Regions from separate parts of the Mus musculus genome. Here region 1 is linked to region 2. A link is a contact called in public HiChIP or PLAC-seq data. All regions are on one chromosome and are shown on one strand. The core of a region is the stretch at or near the end of the contact, and the rest is flanking DNA. Distances in the headings are between cores, read along the strand shown.

Region 1 (2,826 bases), core at 148-2,647, 700 kb after region 2:
CTAGAAACATTCCTTAATGGCCACTGGGCTCACCCTAGTGCCTCTGGGCTAGAATGCAACCAACCAACCAACCAACCAACCAAAACTGCACACATAAACAGGTCATTCTCTCTTTATAATCTTCAGACTCCCACAACACAATGCCAATTTTTCTAACTCGTATCTATGGCCATCTCCATGGCCCTCCACTGACCTTATCTCACACGGCTACAGAGCTCTCATGGGGAGTAGCCGTGCCCTCAATAAGGAGACCAATCAATGCCTGTTTGTTCAAGTCAACAAACATGTTCTTGAGATCAAATATTACAAGCCCAGCTCTATAGCACTGGAGGCAAAAAAGCAAAGAGAAAGTGGGCAGCATGACTCTTTAGCTGCTGAGTTGGTATTACCCAGTCAAGTGCGTGCTTTGTTCCTCTCATCACCCACAGAAGGAGGGTGGCAGGAGGCAGCTAGAGGACCAACACAAATACCTGCTGAGTCCAGCAAGCATTACTAATCTGCTGGCCACAGGCTGGAAAATAAAACTCTCTAGTAGATAAATTAACAGTTAATGGCCTCTCAATTTTTAACTAATTAATTAAAAAAAATTTTTTTTTGGCTTCTACCCTGAAAACGCATACCCATCAGCAGAGAATGGAGGCAAGGGCAGCCTGAGCCCAGAAAGTACTTCAGGAGAACGGACAGCAAGAATCAAACGCAGCATTCAAGTCTGAAATCCAAACACTGTCCCCTCGAAGAAGGGGTCCTAGAATATGGCTGAGTAGGTCAAAGTTCACTGCCACACCAGTGCTTGAATCCAGATGCTTGGAGTTGAGGGTGTAGCACGGAGTATTCTACGGCAGATGCTTTGGGTAAACTGGTGGATGAGGACCTTGAGGAAGCTACTAGCCTGTCTCAGTCAGATCCACACAACCCCGGCTGTGTCGGGGACGCCTTTACACGTCCGTTCCCGAGTTTACACGCACGCTGTGCCCGTTGTCGGCACCAGCACCAGGCGCGCTAAAGTGCGGCATCAGAAGCCTCGCTCGGGCCCTGGCTTTGGCACGGTCAGGGCAGGCCTTTGGGCCTCGGGCTGCAGACTCCCCTCCACCCGCGTACCTGGTCGCCCGTGCCCAAGGCATAGTAGCCGTTTGTCACCACTTCCCAGTGCAGGAAGCAGACGAGTGCGTCCTGCGGGCAGCTCATGGATGGAGCGGCCGACGCGAAGAGAACCTCGAGACCCGCCATGGATGTTTGCGGCTTCTGTGGGAAAGGAAGAAAAGGAGGGGACTATGCAGAAAGCCGCTCCGCCTAAGAGAAGCGGGACCGCGAGCGGCAGCGACGCCTTTTGATGCCGCCTTCGCTTTCGGCTCTGTCCGCACCTGCGCGGAAAAGTGGAAACGCGGAAACGCAGAGACGCGCACCGGAAATACTTGTTGACTTTGTGCGTGCTCCGGGCTGGAAACACCTGCACCGAACTAGAAGGTTCCACTAAGAAGCGCGCAGGCTAGGGCTTATCTTCTCAAAGCCTTTTTGCCTGCAGCAGGCGACTGCTGAGTGCCAGGCTGTTCGTTCCTGGGGAGAGACTGCCTTCTACCAACTACAGTAGACTTCTCATCTGCGAAGTGGAGTGTGTACTAGGCCGGGGGAAAATTTAGGCAATCTGTCTTAGATGTTTTCATCGTAATTTATTAGCATGCCTGCAGTACTTCTTGCCTGATAGCACTTTATTCTACATGCTAAACTTTAATGCATTTATCAAAATTTCCAGATCCAGTATTATACAGTTGGTATTGATGACAGTACTCTGCCACTACATAGATTTGGAAATCGTGTCACAATCAGCCAGTGAGCAATAGAGGTGCCCCTGGGAACTGGTAATTTGGTCTCTAGGATAGCATTTATATGTATGTTGATTGCATGCTAAATCCTGTGCCAAAACCTTTACATCCCCTCTCAACAAATTCATGGGGTATATTTTATTACCCATCCTCACTTTGCGAGTGATATAAAGAGCAGAAAGAGTGAAATGACTTCACCCAAGTAAACACAGCTTTTGACCACATCTAGAGCCCAGAGATAACTGACAAATGCTAGCCACTTGTGCCCCAATCTCCATCAAGATTTTTTTAACCACCTGTTGTTTCTCCATGTTTCTTGAAGTCCAATACTTTTTTGTAGACAAATAAATTTTGCCATGTTGGTTGGTACCATGACCCAAACCATTGTCATTTTTTTTTTCTTGGTTGCCTGGCATCAGCCTTGTATGCTACACTGGTTTCACCCTACAACCAGAGAGATTCTGTTAAAACACAGGGAAGACCATGTTCCTTAGGCCCAAGCCACACCTCAAAGGCGAAGTTCACTCTAGGTCTGTCACCCTCTCACTCCACAGGCCCTGTGCCTTTCTGATATCACCTCCAAGTGTCCTTTCATTCTCTGATCTCCTTGGCTCCAGTGACCTTGACTTCTCTCAGCTCTCATGCCTAGGTTAACATGCCACAGGTCTTGCCCTGATGGAACTTTGTAGTGTTTCTTTTTAATAGACAAAAAGCAATCCAGTATGAAATCTGTCATTTGGGGGTGCTGAGAGAGCTATACAAGGCCCACAGGAAGCCTATGTTCCAAGCAAGGATCAGGAAGGGTTTCTTGGATTAAGAAATGGCCAATTGCACAGAACTCTCATGGAAGAATAAAGAAGAAATGTTCCTGTAAAAGCATATAGCATACGTGAAGGCACCAAGGTGGGAAATGTAGCTACCCCCGTGTAACTGGAGACTCAACACTGCCCCTCTCATCTCTTCCTCATCTTTAACTACTCTCCACACCTGTCCTCAGCCTGGATGT
Region 2 (2,853 bases), core at 352-2,851:
GGGGAGAATAAGCGAGACTGGGAGACAAGAGTGGATGGGGACGCAGTTCACTGAATGAGCGCTGGATGGTACAATCTTCCCATGTATGGCATGAAAGCTACCTGACAGTGTTATGCAGACTAATGCTCAAATTTACGAGGATCTGAGGCTAGGCATAGACAGGGGGTCTGCTGAGGCACCGAGTACTGGGAGAATTGTGATTCAAATGTGAGGTTTAATAGACCTACTTAACAAGAACCAGCCTAACACAAAACCTGAGTCTCAAAACACGGGCCTCAGCTGGATAAGAGCACCTGTTGAGTGTGCCCTGTCTGCAGTCTGAGATAATGGAGGCAGAACACACGGAAGTATGTAACGTGTGAGGGTGTCACAATGCACGGGGCAATCGACAGCGTGGAAATCTTCAGTTAAGACTGATTCCAAGTGTGGGGAGAAGTAGCTCAGGGGAGAACCTGTCTCGGATGGCGAGGAGGTAGGCTCAAACCTCAGAACCAAGAAAATAACACACACACACGCACACGCACACGCACATGCACACCCCAATTCAAAATACCTAGTGACGTTGGCACTTTGGGAGCCACCTAACCACTTGGCAAGCCTATTGTATTCTTGTGGCAGAGACAGAAGCTACGTCCCAGTGAGTGGATTTGGAAATACAGAGAAGAGAGCCCTGATGGAGACAACGGGTGGCAATTTTCCTTAAAACATAGCTGTGCAGAAAAGCACAGTCCAAGAGAGATGTAGGGTTAAAAAATTTTAAAGACCGACACGAACAAACTGTGGGTGCAATGCAGCAAGAAATGTGGAAGGTTTAAGATCCAGATAAACAAAAAACTACCTGAAGACGCATAAGACCCTTAGTATTGAAAGGGCAGGCATTTTTTTGTAAGTGGGCTTTCCACATCTGATACTCCTTCGGTTTCTCCTTGAAGCTGAAGGCAGGGGATGGAAAGTAGGGGTGGGTTAAGAGCAGGACTGGAAAAGGAAGATGTCCGACAGCATCTGTAGCTATAGCTAGGAGGGTGCAGATCAGCAATGCCTCACTAAAAGACTGCCCCCTCAGCATTTTATGTGCCGAGGGTCTCAGCACCAGAAAGCCCGGAAGGCCACAGGGAGGCCTGCAGGGAAAAAAAAAATGCTATGATGTAGGTTAAGTCCAGGCCCGCCTCTCAGAGTTATATAACTTCCTGGGCCAAAGCCTTGTCTGAGCCTCTTCCCCAAAACCCACCGCAGCCCATCTCGCGCGGGGCTGCAGCAAGAGGAGGGCGAGGGGTCTCGTCCCGCGCCGTCCGAGCCCGGGTGACCGCAGGTGGCGGCGACTCTGCAGTCGTGGCAGTTCAGAGTCCAGCACCCGGCCCCACGCGCGGGAAAGAAGCTCCACGGGCACGCAGCGGGGGGACTGAGGGTGCGGAGCGGAGTGCTGGCCCGGCAGGGGAGGGCGACGGCGCGGGGACGTTACCTCCAACATGCCTCTCCTGCTCGCCCCGGCCGTGTCGATGAGTGTGTTGTCCAGGTCAAAGAAGACCGCGCGGACCCGACTCAGCCCCATAGCCTCGGCAACCCAAGCAGCGCGCGAGCCGCTTCTGCCGCGCCGCGCATGCGCAAGGCGGTCAGGAACACCTGGGCGGAGTCTCGGAGGTCACCTGACCCTTCCAAAGCTCCGGGGTCTCCGTGGCAAGATCGCGCGAGATTCGGACACTAAATTTTATAGGGTGCGCGTGCACGAGAGGTGGATGAGTGTTATCAAGGCTTACTGCTGTGTGTGGGTGGATGGTCCTCTCCGTTAATGGCTTGGTGGGCTTGCTTAGGGCTGAGAAGGACATCCGAGCCGTACTGGAGAAACTCTCCAGACCCTTGGCTGGCCTGTCTTTCTATGGTGACCGCACAGTCTCCATCAGGAGATGGGGCAGGAGAGTGTGCCCACCAACCTCGGAACCTAGCTGCCCGGTGACTTTAGCGCTTCACTTCTTGCCCACAGCCTTGTAGGAACTAGAGCCTTCATCTGAACATCCTTTGAAAGATGCTTAGAAGAACTGAAGAGAAATGGGAGTCTCTGCAGTGTCTGCCGAATGGTTGTTCTTAAAAATGTGTATTTGTGTTTCTGTGTACGTGAGTGCCTGCAGAGGACAGACGAGGTCGTCCTGGAGCTGCAGTTGCGGCGGCTGTGAGCTGCCCACTGTGGGTGCTGGGAACTTGGGTCCTCTACAAGAGCAGTATGAGTTCTTAACCAGTGAACCATTTCTCCAGCTCCTTTCCCTCCATCTTTACTCATTTTTCTGAAACTCTGCAGCCCAAGTCTTGTGTGCCTATTAATTGCATGGTTTTCTGTAATTTCTAGCAAGGAACCGAGACTGTCTGTTAAGAACCCCACAAGATAAGTAACAAGGTTTGCCTTCTGTTGGTTGAAATCAACCTCTAATCCTTTTTTATTGATGAAATTTGGAGTCACTTTCACTAACCTGGAACTTATTGGGTCAGCCAATGCCACAGACCTGGTTCTGAGCTTTCGAATTAGGATTGGTTCTTACATTGTAAGTTATTCAGAGAAAATGAGAAAGTATTTCATAACATGTGAGAATTGATTAAATTTAATTGTCTATAGTTTCAGTTTTTGTTGTTTGTTTGTTTGTTTTGAGACAGTGTCACATTGAGTAACTGATTGGCCTGGAGCTAGCTGTGTAGACCATGCTGGCCTCAAATTCAGAGTGATTTGCCTCCCTCTGTCTCCCAAGTGCTAGTTCTCCCAAGTACCACCACATCTGGCTTGAATTAACTTCAACTAAGATCTTTGTCTATACTTGAATGATACTGGCTCCAAGTGGCTTCTGTTCATAGTGAACTGTACCCTACCTG

Evidence for each region. HiChIP or PLAC-seq counts read pairs in DNA pulled down with a chosen protein or histone mark.
Region 1: an HNF4G HiChIP or PLAC-seq map of pancreatic cancer cells shows a contact between it and region 2. The contact joins the promoter of Psmf1 here to the promoter of Nanp in region 2. A contact is called at or near these places in 2 of 39 promoter capture datasets (erythroid cells and pre-B cells), 2 of 484 Hi-C or Micro-C datasets (the G1E-ER4 cell line and LSK cells) and 1 of 115 datasets of contacts at active chromatin or transcription factors (pancreatic cancer cells).

The regions. Positions count from the first base shown.
Region 1 is chr2:151,739,913-151,742,738 of GRCm38.p6, forward strand. Psmf1 (proteasome (prosome, macropain) inhibitor subunit 1) reads right to left here and starts at 1,398. Exons shown (of 7, transcript NM_212446.2): 1 at 1,099-1,398. The coding sequence starts at 1,227.
Region 2 is chr2:151,037,778-151,040,630 of GRCm38.p6, forward strand. It overlaps Nanp (N-acetylneuraminic acid phosphatase), which reads right to left and starts at 1,602. Exons shown (of 2, transcript NM_026086.2): 1 at 1,460-1,602. The coding sequence starts at 1,549.